3 separate regions of the Sus scrofa genome follow, and regions 1 and 3 are each linked to region 2. Evidence: chromatin contacts called from public HiChIP or PLAC-seq data. All regions are on one chromosome and are shown on one strand. Each heading gives the region's core, a stretch centred on a gene start, on an enhancer-like site or on the middle of the called end of the contact. The rest is flanking DNA. Distances are from core to core; before and after follow the strand shown.

Region 1 (4,140 bases), core at 628-3,127, 330 kb before region 2:
TGCCAGCCTACGCCATAGCCACAGCAACGTCCAATCCTTAACCCACTGAGTAAGGCCAAGGATCAAACCCACATCCTCATAGATACTAGTCAGATTCATTTCTGCTGACCCACAAGGGGAACTCCTATAATTTTTATAGCATAATTGATAACAGAACTTCCCACCCCGTATTCCATAGAAGCCTGTTCCTGGTTATATTAATAGGTGTCTGCAATAAAAAGGGGTTTCTACCAGTTTTTATACTTACATGTAAAATATATATATTTACAATTAATTGGGAAACAATACATATGCTCTCCTTACAATGTCCTTTTACACATGCATGTTAGAAAATTAAAGATGATGAAAGTCATGGAAGAGAGCAATGGACATGATTGAGCTTAGCAAACTGATTTAATCATAGAACCCTTTTATAAAAACCCCTATGAAGAAAACCTGATGCTCTACAGACCCAGAGGATGGAATGCCACCCTATACCAGGTTTGCTTGGTCCTTTCTCAGAGGGTTTGACACCCTTACTTTACAGACAAGGAAGGTGACACTCAAGTCACCCAGCTGGCTGGCAGCGCCTGTTAGGATCAATAACTTTTGCAGGAACCCCAGTGATAAAATTGACTGGACTCTTAAAGGTGAACACATGTTCTGGTATTTTACAACTAATGAAGAGTAAGCTAGCACAGCCCCCATTCCCTATGATCACCTCAGGTTGCCTGGTAACTTGGTAGGTTGCCTCTTAAAAGGAGAAGAGTTATCTGCAAAGGATGATATATAGCTTTGTTCCAAATCCTGAGATTCTCTGCTAAGAGGCAGCTGTGGGGACCTACCAGTGTCTCAGAACAGCATCCTTCTGCAGAGGCATTTCCAGCACCATGGTCAGCAGCCAGACCCTGTAGCCTCCCACAAAACTGACAGCTTTTGGGGTTATGCAGTGAGTGAGGAATGAAGGTGTGAGCTCTGGGAAGAAGCCCTGACCAACGTGCCTGCAAAGGGAAAAGGGGATATGGAGTGGGTAGAGGAAGATGGCAGTTATAAATATCAGCTATGACCACATGACCAGTTGCAGAAACCAGGACTATAATTGTTGGAAGCATTCCTCCTTATTTGACATGAATACATTTTCTTATACACAAACCAGTTTCCCCTCTTCCAGTGCCCTATTTAATATGGGACATATTTTGGGGGGCCATGTCCAGAGTACGCTCAGTTCCTGGGCCAGGGATTGAACCCACACCACAGCAGCAACCCAAGCTGCAGCAGTGACAAAGTCAGGTCCTTACTCCACTGGGCCACAAGCGAACTCCTGACATAAAACATATTAACAGTAGTTTACCTTTCATTTCAGTATTTAAGTTACAGAATATCAAAGGGACACTGACTCCCCTATGGAAAAAATCACCCCAAAATGGATAAACTTTGGAGAGGTTTGGCAAGTTTCTGGGTGAATGAGACAAACTGCACTATGTCTGTCATTGGTTAAGATGGGAAAGAGATGCAAAGTAGTCTAAGTCTAACACTCATGTGAACATAGAAATAATACTGCATTTGTCCACACAATATAATTCAACATCCTCAAAAAGCCAATGTGCCAACAAGTTTCAAGGAAATTGATGCTTCTGTGCTAGAGAATAAATAACCAAATGCCACCTGGGCAGTGGGGGGTGGGAGGAGACTCACACTCTCTCAGGTTTCTTAAAACTTATAGCAGCAGTGACTTAGTGTTGATACCAAGAGATAGTGGGGGAGGCTTTGTGCAGAAATGATTTCTGGTGCCAGGTGACTCATTTTTAAACAACTTCCACATTCGGCAGATGGTGATAATGCCAGCGCTTAACGACAAGGCTGAGTAAATCAGGACGGCATGTTTCCACACTTCTCAGATGCTTATTTCTAAACATTATGTAAAAACCATGTCTTTGGGTACCTCCCTCTGCAGTGAGCCATGCTGCCTCTGGAGCCCATCCTGCCCTCCTGTTAGAAGTGACAATGGACCACCCTGACTGGACTATGGGAGAAGGATCTAGACACTCTCATTTTTCAATGCTGAAAGCATCAGGCCACAGAGGACACTGACCACACACATTTTCTGTCCTGGTCATTTCTCACAGGAACACTGCCCTATTGAAAGGATCTTCACCTTCAACAAATTCCCATGTATTTTAGGCAAATTATGTAACCATACAAGATAGAAGGAACATATGATCACTGAGGCTGGGGCAGAAATAACTAAATTTTCACCAAATATTTCATGCTCCCCCACCCATGAGGCAGAGTTGGTGCTGAAACGTGGTGGCCTAGGGAGGCAGTGCATCCCAAGGCCCTTTCATTTGTGCAGGGGCATGTGACTAGTGTTGGGCAACAGAAGGCGAGCAGAAGCGATTTGTGTTACTTATGGCCAAAGTAGTTAAGAAGAGGGTCTGCCATTTCTTTTCTCCCCTTCCTCCTGGACACAGAGGTCTCTAAGCCTCTAAGGGTTGGTAGAGCCAAGAGATAAGATGTGACTGGATGCCAGAATCACCACCTGGATGAATGCCACCAGGAACATCTTCATCAGATTATTTTGTGAGTAACAAATACATTTTCACTGGGTGAAAACACTGAAAATGGGGGTCTAATCATTATTGTAGCTCATATTTCTCTCATTAATGCAGAGGCCAACCTCCATCTCCCTCTATCTAAGGTTTTAATTCTCTTTACAACTCCTCACAGAGATATTAGTAGGAATAACCAGAAGCACCTTGTATGATGGTCAAGATTATGGACACTTGGTGTCAGGCACACTAGGGCTTGAATTCCATTTTCAGTACTAAACCAGCTATGTGTTCTTGGTCAAGCCAGTTAACTTCTCTGAGTCTTGATTTCCTCACTTGTAAAATGGGCAAAATAATAGTACTTATATCATAATACTGTTGAGAAAAGTAAAGGAGCTCATCCATGTAAGGCACTAAGTATTCAAGACAGGAAGGCTTTTGTTCTTATTGGCATTATCCTACAGGTGATCGTCCAACTTATGCTGGTGATAATATTAAAGAGATCAATGGGCAGGTTTCTGTTGCATTGTCACTTTCCAGAGGGCCAGAAGAACTTAGGTACACAGGCAGCTTCTCTAATTAGATAACAGGACCTTGGAAAGCTGAGTGGGTTGGTAGAATTAGAAACATAGGTCCTTGGAGACTCGGGTAAGCATCAAACTCTCTGGGCACTAACACATCTTATCAACATCCAGCCTCCTTCAATAGATAGGAGATGGGAACTGTTGTTCCAAGATGAACAGGTGAGGGCATAAGAGCATGAGTGGGTGGAGGGCTGCCACTATAGGTCTATTCTCTGGACCTTGGGAAATGGAGCCCTCCCACATGGTCTCCAAGGAGACCCCAGAGGTGCTCTCAGCGAGACTGAGAAGAAGCACCAGCATGAGGAGAAGGCTCAGGAGGAACACTGCTAGGAGCACAGGAGCGAGATGGAGAACTAAGGCAGGGCAGGTAGCCAGAAGCCCACCCGCCACAGGAGAATCAGCAGTTTCCTGCCTTTGATTTCTGTACCTGCTCCTCCAGCTTTTTTTCCAGCTGGGGCACCCTCTCCCCCTGTCCTCTGAGCACAGTGTACTGAGCAGACTTCCTGCTAACCCCTGTGTCACCTGTTGCCCCAGGGCAGACCTCCTTTGGTATCCAAAGTGTAAATGAACACTCACCCTTTCCTTCCTTTGCCCACATGCTGAGGGCTGGAAAAACAAATGCAGATGTTTGGCCCCAAACTGCTCCAAGGAAAGATGAGAAGAACCTGGTTCCTGCCACCCTGTGAATGGTGATGAGAAGAGGGATAATTCAGACCCTGCCCTGTGCCTGCTTCCAAGATCCCTCCAGCAAAGCTCCTGAAGCATCTCCGAGAAACTGGACCCACCAGCCCTCTCTGAAGAGCAAAAGGACAAAAAAGGAAAATCAGAGATAGAAGCTCCTGGGGGGCCCCTCAGGTGTCCACACCAAGCGACACCACTGACTAGGCTACCTTCTCCATCTGCTTTTCTTTTGGTTGTGCATTTGTGCAGCTGCTGCAATTTTCAAATATTTGGATTTGGAGAGAAGTTACTATCATGGCTCAGAGGTTAAAGAACCCGACTAGCATCCATGAGGATGTGGGTTCGAT
Region 2 (4,413 bases), core at 155-2,654:
TCTGATGCCTCCAGTCAAGGTGAAGTCTCCCTAAACCAACAGTGACTGGCAATGATGTGATGTTGCCTGGTTTTGAACTTGGAAACCAACAATTGCTCCCTACTGCCTCTCCACGTTTCTTCTTAGATCTTAAGTCTTCCCAGGGCTTTTAGTCAAGGTCAGCAAAATCAGACTTCATAGGGAAAAGATTTCAAATGATGGGCTTTGAAATAAAAACTCAAAATGAATTTCAACGAAAAGGATCCCGAGTGTCCTTCCCAGATGAGGCCATGAATTAGGTCATCATAACCACAGCACTGGAGTAGTAACTAGATCTGGGCAGATAAGACCCTGAAATGATCGCTTTTTATACATAATGTTCCTAACATTTTATCCAGGGATGTACTTCTGCATAAATGAAGGACATTATATATTGTCCTTCTTAAATAAAAAGAAACCCAGAGACTTCCTAGGGTTATTATTTATGGCATGTGCACAGCAGCACATGCTCACATACATGCTGTACACACATACATATATACATCAGTTTCATGTGTGTCTATTACAGGCCAGCACAGAGCACAGCCATAGAAATACCTTCTGTTTTCTGCTGCCACTAACATGAACCCTATTATCCCTGGGCTTCTAAAATTTTCCTTTGAAATAAGCTGTCTCCATCCATGAACCAACCCTAGCAGAGGCTGAATACAGTTCAATAAATGCAGCTGTATTATAGATCTAATTATCAGCCCATCAAAGAGAATTTATAATCTCCAACCCCCATGAATCAGCCTTCAGTTCCTTTCACCCACTCAATCTCAGAGGAGGGAAAAAATAAACAAGCAAATAGCGAATGGCCTTGCAAATATGTTTGCTGGGTCCTGTCTTTCTTGAGCCTTTGAAAAGCCACATTAAGAAAACAGAACGCTTGCAAGAAAACTGAGCTAAAATGGAACTTACCTAGCATTTTAGTAGAAAAATTTAAAATCTTTCCATTTGATAATAACCCAATGTCCTTTACTATGGCATTTGTTTTTAGAAACAAAGGAAGAAATATTTTAGTTCCAGTGATGCAGTTTCATCTATATTTTATAGGAAAAGTTCATCAGCAGTCAGAAGAGAAATTCATTTTTCAAAAATGCATTCTGACTTGATTAAATTATACAACTTCAGTCATGATGGAATCATCTCAACATTAAAAAAAGAAGAAGAAGAAAAAGAAAGAAAAAGGAAGAAAAAAAAAAAAAAAACTTCCCCAGATTCTGCAATAGCTTCTGTGTGCTCCGAGTTGAGCTTGGTTGCTCTCTGGTTGCCAGTGTCTAACAGTAAACAGCCCTGCTGCATTTATTGGCAATTACTGCTGAAGGTCACACATCAGCAGTGAGCCTAAATTCCAGGAAAAAAAGCAGCTCTTATGTAACTGCTGCCTGAATGCTGGCAGGTGCCCAACCCAGCAGTTCACAGCAATGTAAAAAAGTAGGACACCTCCACCCTGGGTTGGACGTCATGAGAACGCCCCCTGAAGGTGAAATTTAATAATTCTCCCATTTCTCTTCTGTTTTCTTCCCCCTAAATTTTACTGGCGGTGGCTTTCCTTTGCTTGCAGAAGTAGCTCCCGGGGGCAGAAGCTAAGGACAGAAAGGCAGACAGAGGCAGGCTGCAACCGCCCTAACAAGTAGAAATGACAACCTTGCTTTTTTGTTGAAATGGCAAGAGGCTGAAGCTGCAAACTGACACTGATGGCTCTGAAGAGTCTGAAGTGACAGTGACTGAATGGGGATCACATCTCCCAAATGTAGAAATGCAGCCCATCCACTGAGCCACAGCCCACACTTTCTAAACACGCCATTCCTCTCCAAAGAGGCATCTATGTAAATGAGGTAGGTCACTGCTCTACCCACTGCCTCATCTTGAAGTTAGAGGACTTTATCAAAATTACCCTTTTGTGGAGTTCCTGTCGTGGATCAGTGGAAACAAATCTAACTAGAATCCATGATGACACAGGTTTTATCCCTGGCCTCGCTCAGTGGGTTAAGGATCTGGCATTGCCGTGAGCTATGGTGTAGGTCACAGACCTACACCACGCAAGCTCAGATCTAGTGTGACTGTGGCTGTTGCATAGGCCGGTGGCAATAGCTGCAATTCGACCCCTAGCCTGGGAACCTGCACATGCCGCAGGTGCAGCACTAAAAAGATCAAAAAAGAAAAAAAGAAAAAGAAAAAAAACCTTTGGTTTGCCCAGAACTTCACAGTTTAGGAAAAGTGGCTCCATGGTCACCTGCCAGTTGTCCTCACCTGTCATGACCTTTCTCGCCCAGGTAAAAGTTCTTAAATTGCATGTCCTCATGACCCCATGTACTTCAGCTTCCTACATTTCTCATTGACAGCCTGTCATTTAACATTAATTTGTATTATTGTCTATCTCCCCCACAAAACCATAAACTCCAGAAGGGCAGACACTCTGCCTATTTGGGGCACCATTGTATCCAAATCCCCTAGCAACACAGAACAGGCACTCAAACATGAGTCACAGAAATGAATGTCTCAAGCATCAATCGGAGTCTGTTTAAAGCCAAGAAGGGGTGGATGCAGGAACCTTCCAGGGTTGGGGGGGACAGAAACATTCCCTATCTTGATTTGTGTGTGTCCAAAGGTAACAGTTCATCAAGCTACCAACTCAGGAATAAGCTGAACAGACACTAAGCAAGTAGCTCCTTACCCTTCTCCCATTACCTGTCCTCTTCCTGCCCCCTAAGGACAAGGTGAAATCAGGAAGTAAGGAGAGAGACCCTGCCTCGTGATTTGTGAAAAATGATAATAATAAAGAAATGAAAGAAAGCCCTCCTCTTCCTGGTTTCGAGGGGCATGCCACTCTAGGAGACAGCTGGAGAGGCCCCACACCATGCACTTTTCTCGCAGGAACTCTGATTCTGTCCTCACCTCACTCTCCTTTCTCAAAGACTGACAGAGACTCAAAAGGCACTGTATCTTCCAAGCCATTCACTGCATATCCACTCTCCTGCGATGCCCAACTGGCCTTTATCAGTGAAGGGCGGGGTCCTTCCCCAATCAAAGGCTCACAGCTCTCCAGGTGTGCCGTACCCTGGCCCAGGGGCGGTTCCGCACAACGTCTCAAGTGTGAAGTGCTGCTTTGCAATTTAGTTGGGGAGCTTGCCTATATCCAGGGCCAGAGTGGACTCTCACGCAATTCTTGACGGAGTTTCTGCACAACTACAGTTGTGGGCTGCTGGTTTCTACCCGTACATGCAAACAAAAGGCTTGGTGGGAGAGAAACCTCAGTAGCTGTGGTCTTTTCCCGAACAGACATGGATGATAAAGGCCCATCAGGCATCTCTGCTCAGAAGGCCAGATCCACCAGCCCGAGGGCCTGGGGACAGAGTGTTGGTGTCCCAGGGCTCTGGTGGTTGCCAGGGGTAACAACGAGGAGGGGATCCACAGTTGCTTCCTCAGGGAATTTTCAAAGAATCCAAGTGGCTGCCAGAACATTCTTCTTTTATAAACAGACAGTATTCTATTTCCTAGCGTATAATTATAAACACACCTGCTCCAACTGTGGAATCTTTCCATAAGCAAGCAATAAACTCCTAGCCAGGAGACCCAAGTTCTATCTTGAGCAAGCAAACACATCCAATGATTACTAGGGAGCAAAACAGTATATTAATAACACTGCAGACTCCGATGAGGGAAGGTTTTCCTCTCCCGACTTAATTTGTACTTAGGCAAAGAGAAACTTGAACTTAGTATTTCAGAGGGAAAGTGCAAATCAGCGACAGTAGGTAGAAACATGAATACCAAGAGGTGTCAACAAGAAAATTCAGCATTAGATGTGTTGCTGCCCCACAAATAACCCGGAAGAGGGCAGACTAAACAGGAAGCAGCAAAAATCACTACAGTTGAAAGGGTTAAGGGTCTGGATAACCTTTTGCTTTTCTTGCTTTCCATGCAACCTAGAGAGCCTGGCCTCCTCACCTGTTCACGTTGATAGGTATAAGAAAAAGTATGCACTTACAGAATGTACCAGGGTTGACACATAAGAGCTCCAGGCCAGCTGCTGAGGCAGCAGAGCTAGTTCTGGTTTAGTCATTGGTTGTGTGTGCTCGAAGACCACTCACTTAACCTCTCTGAGCTCCATTCCTGAGTGAACTGAACCAAACTCATAACCATTCGTATTGTTTTCAGTTTTAAGTCTGGGATTCGAACTCTTCTTAGGTGTACCTGAACCATCTCTTGGTATTTCTGAAATGACAGTGGTAGGTATTAGAGCGGGCCTCCGATTTTATTTGGTAGCTCTATTCCATCAAAATAAGCTACCAAAAGAATGACCAGATACCCAAAGAAGTGAACCAGAAAATTAAAAGTCAGATCGAATTTTTTCCAGTGTGCTCTGATTTGCTAAGCAATTAAGCCTGCTTA
Region 3 (4,186 bases), core at 287-2,786, 270 kb before region 2:
CAGAGCCCTCTAACTCTGACCCTGTACCCTTGTTCAGTGAACCTGTGCAACTGTACTCAATGGCCATGGATTCTGGGGAACAGAGAAATCAGAAGACTGTAGAATATTTGTTGACACATCTGCCTCCTCCACATTAAACACCTTGAATTCTGAGTTCTTGAACTCCACACTGACATTTGTAACCCCAGTGCACATAGAAGATGCTCCAAATGTTTGCCAAATAGATTCTTCTTTGGCCTTTTTTTTTTCCTTTATACTTTCTGTCTTCTTGTTCCCTTCTTCTAAATTCATAGTGGCTTCCTATTCATGCACACCGGCTGGATGTTAGGTAGAGGAAGTACTGTGTTAGGCACTTGCCTTGTTTGTCCTGCAAACATCTTATCCTCTGTCCATTCAACAGAGGGTCGGCCAGGGTAACATAGCTAGGAAGGTGGATGGGAACCTTTCTAAATCTTTGACAGGGAGTTCCTTTATGGCTCAGTGGCAACGAACCCAAGTAGTATCCACGAGGATGCGGTTTTGATCCCTGGACTTGCTCAGTAGGTTAAGGATCCAAAGTTGCTGTGAGCTATGGTTAGGTTCATACAAGGCTCAGATCTGATGTTTCTGTGGCTGTGCTATAGGCCAGAAGCTGCAGCTTCAATTCAATCCCTAGTCTGGGAAACTCCATATCTCTGGGTGCAGCCCTAAAAAGCAAAAAAAAAAAAAAAAAAAAAAAAAAGTGTGAATCTAAGTCCTGGGGATGGGGGTGGGACTGGAGGTGGGGTGGTGGCATACTTTCTCATAAGGGTTCTTATAGTTGAATCTTTCTGTAGCTGAATCCTAGAATGTCAGAGTTCAAAGGGACCATATGGGGCCTCATTTTGCAGAGGGGCCAGAGAGGCCCAGAGTGAGGCTAGAAGTTGCTCAATGTCACTGAGTTAAGTCAGAACCAGAGCTGAACTAGGAGCTAGGTTCCTTGACATGTTTGGAAGAAATAGATAGATATCCGGTGTGGAGATGAGAAGAGAAAGACCCAGGCGGGGCCCAGCTTTCCAGGGATGGCATCTGGTTGTGATGGGTATCAGTGAGACTGCTCAGGGTTAGCTCAGGACAACAGAGCGAGCTTGCTATCTGTGTGGAGGGAAGAGCAGGCAGAGACAACAGGACTTCCTCAAGGACCAGGCACGTCTCTAAACCAGAATCCGTTTGGATCCAGCCTGGCCATAGACTTTTGGGACCCAGAGTTGAATTTCTTGTTCTGGGCCCCTAGCCAGGACAGCCTTTGCTGTCAGCAAGCCGTGGCCGGCCACTTGGAGGGCGCCGGGGCGAGGTCACAGAGGAGGCCTGGTTCCTTTTCCTGGGGCCCCTACCCCAGGTGGCCACTGAGGGCCCCATTCTGGTTCCCAGTAATGCCTGCCTGGGGTTTTCCTGCTTCTGGGTCTGCATCACAGCCCCTCTTAGGTCACATTGCCTCAGGTCCCACTCAGCGTTGCTCTGAGCTGGAAAATCCCTCGGAGCCCGCCCGGGGAGCCCATGACCGTGGTGGCAGGAAACTGTGACAGCAAGGCTGCTGGGGGGGATGAGGTTTATTCTTAGTGTGTGGCTGGGAAAGGCGGGGCTGTGTGGGGGTAGAGTAGAATGGAAGGGTTGGGAGAGAACAGAGAAATCCCAAAGGAAGGAGCCCCTCAGAGACTTTCAGACTAGTTTTCTTTCCCAGAGTGGCCTTTGCTTCTGGCCTCCAGGACTGTCTCCCTGCCTTGGGTGTCCCTGGAGCCTCTTGGGGGACATCTCAGGATCCAGGGTCCAGCCCCTCAATTCAGGGATCCCAACTTCTGTGGTTCAGTAGTAATAGCCATGGTAACCATGTAAGTAACAGTCATTAATTAAGCACTTCCTAGGTGCCATGTTCTGTGTATGCAGTACAGTGCCCAGCACACAGTGTGCCCTCAATAAACGGCAGCTTTGGGAGTTCCCTCCTGGCACAGTGGGAACGAATCCAACTAGGAACCATGAGGTTACGGCTTTGATCCCTGGCCTCACTTGGTGGGTGAAGGATCTGGCGTTGCCGTGAGCTGTGGTGCTGTAGGTTGAAGATGTGGCTCAGATCCTGTATTGCTGTAGCTGTGGTGTAGGCTGGCAGCTACAGCTCCAATTTGACCCCTAGCCTGGGGATCTCCATATGCTGTGGGCGCAGCCCTAAAAAGCAAATAAAATAAAATAAAATAAATGGCAGCTTTATTGTAATCCACACATCCACCTTAAGAAGCAGGTATTAATCCCATTTTACAGGCAGGGGAACTGAGGCAGGAGAGCATAAATAATTTCTCCAGGGTCATACAGCTACTCATTTGTTCTCACACCCAACTTATATTTATGAAGTCCCTACTGTGTTGTGGCCACTGTCTTGGATGTGAGAGGAGGTCCAGAGTGCAGTCCCCACCTCAGCTGTGTGGTGTGTGTGTGTGTTCTAATGGAGGACTCCAGCTGTGAGCAGATAAGCAACTTTCTAAGGAAGGTAACTGCAGGTTGAGGGTGCAAAGTACGTGTGCGGGGTGAGGAGATGAAGAGTAAGGGAGAAGGATGATAAGGTAAGGCTTTTCTTCACAGGTGAGATGTGAGCTAGGGCTGGATGGGTGAGAAGGAGGTTGTTCTCAGCAGGGCCAACAGTGAGAGCAAAGGCCCTGGGTGATAAAACCTGGTAGGTTAACTGGAGGCCCCAGGAGGGTGAGTGGGGGGTGGGGAGCATGGAAGGAGGAGAGAAGGGCAAGCAGGAAGGCCTGGGTTCCAGCAGCCTTCCAGAGCCCAGGGAAGGAATGGCATTCTCAGGGGCGGTCAGTGGCAGAGGCTGGATTTCAATCCCTGAATTCAAGCCTCCATGGCCAGCCCAGGCTCTGCCTTTTTGGCCCACCCTCAGGCTCGACTCCTGACTGGACCTGGGGTTGGGAGGAGAAAGGAGGCTGGCCGGAACCCCCCTCTGCTCACTGCATATGACAGAACAGGCAGAGCCACTCCTGTCTCCAGCTCCAGAGCCTATGGGGCCTTGAGTTGCCCACTGAACAATAGGAGCCAGCCCCAGGGGGTCAGCAAGTCAGCCTTGAAGAAGGAGCTGCCATTCCAGCCCTCCCAGCTGCTCCCAGACTCCTAGGCTTTCTCCCTTCCTCCACCCACTATTCCCTCACAAAGGAGGCAGCTTTGCCACCCCACCTCCCCGCCCCCACCCCACCCTGGGTTCAAATCCTGCCGTCATAGCCAGGGGTACAGTGAACAAGTTGTTTAATCACCTGAGTCTCAATTCCCTCACCTGTGAAATGGGCTAAACCCTGTCTGCTCTCCTAGGGCTGCAGGTGAACCTTAAATATGATAGGGGTAATATCAGTGAACACTGGGAGCCTGCTCCCAGCCAGGCATGGGTTCCGTGGGGTTTTTTATTCTTTTTTTTTTTTTTTTCCCTGCAGCATGCGTAAATTCCCAGGTCATGGATCAACCCCGTGCCACAGCAGTAACAATGCCTGCTCCTTTACCTGCTAGGCCAGCAGGGAACTCCTAATTTCTGTATTTTATGTGCAGTAGTTCCCTTCATTGTCATAGAAACAACATGGGGTAGGAGTTGCTATCCTAGCCAGTTTTGTGGGCACATGGCTTGTGCAAGGGCCCCACACTTGTTTGTTTGGGTTTTTTTTTTTTTTTTTGGCTTGTGAAAAAAATATATACGTAATTTTATTGAAGTATAGTTGATTTACAATGTTTTGTTAATTTCTGCTGTACAGCAAAATGATTCAGTTACATATGTATTTATTCTTTTCCATTATGGTTTATCACAGGATATTGAATATAATTCCCTGTGCTATACAGTAGGAACTTGTTTATCCATCCTATATATAATAGTTTTGCATCTGCTAATCCCAAACTCTCACACTTGCTTTTATACTCAGCTCTTTTTTTTTTTTTTTTCTTTTTCATTTTTGGCCGCCCTGCCATATATGAAGTTCCTGGGCCAGGGATCAGATCCAAGCTGCAGTCACGACTTAAGCTGAAGTTGTGGCAACACCAAAGCCTTAACCCTCTGTGCTGGGCCATGGATCAAACCTACAACCCAGTGCTTCTAAGACACCACTGATCCCCTTGTGCTATAGCAGGAACTCCTATACTCAGCTCTTGCCATCTTGAAATTCTTAATTTTTCAACAAGGGGCTCTGCACTTTAA

The links. HiChIP or PLAC-seq counts read pairs in DNA pulled down with a chosen protein or histone mark.
Region 1: an H3K27ac HiChIP or PLAC-seq map of alveolar macrophages shows a contact between it and region 2. The contact joins two enhancer-like sites. A contact is called at or near these places in 4 of 47 Hi-C or Micro-C datasets (embryonic fibroblasts and mesenchymal stem cells) and 2 of 2 datasets of contacts at active chromatin or transcription factors (alveolar macrophages and skeletal muscle).
Region 3: a contact with region 2 is called in an H3K27ac HiChIP or PLAC-seq map of alveolar macrophages. The contact joins two enhancer-like sites. A contact is called at or near these places in 2 of 47 Hi-C or Micro-C datasets (psoas muscle and skeletal muscle) and 2 of 2 datasets of contacts at active chromatin or transcription factors (alveolar macrophages and skeletal muscle).

Annotation. Positions count from the first base shown.
Region 1 is chr13:61,609,233-61,613,372 of Sscrofa11.1, reverse strand. No RefSeq gene overlaps it. Among named protein-coding and RNA genes, the nearest start is that of ARL8B, 29 kb to the left of the region's middle. Within about 2 kb of position 1,877, at least 2 of the 83 cell types and tissues checked have an H3K27ac peak or open chromatin away from gene starts, as enhancers often do. A contact at or near this core is called in alveolar macrophages, where this site is marked.
Region 2 is chr13:61,278,837-61,283,249 of Sscrofa11.1, reverse strand. The region is part of intron 39 of ITPR1 (inositol 1,4,5-trisphosphate receptor type 1); the gene reads right to left. Among named protein-coding and RNA genes, the nearest start is that of ITPR1, 210 kb to the right of the region's middle. Within about 2 kb of position 1,404, at least 43 of the 83 cell types and tissues checked have an H3K27ac peak or open chromatin away from gene starts, as enhancers often do. A contact at or near this core is called in alveolar macrophages and skeletal muscle, where this site is marked.
Region 3 is chr13:61,551,686-61,555,871 of Sscrofa11.1, reverse strand. No RefSeq gene overlaps it. Among named protein-coding and RNA genes, the nearest start is that of BHLHE40, 26 kb to the right of the region's middle. Within about 2 kb of position 1,536, at least 15 of the 83 cell types and tissues checked have an H3K27ac peak or open chromatin away from gene starts, as enhancers often do. A contact at or near this core is called in alveolar macrophages and skeletal muscle, where this site is marked.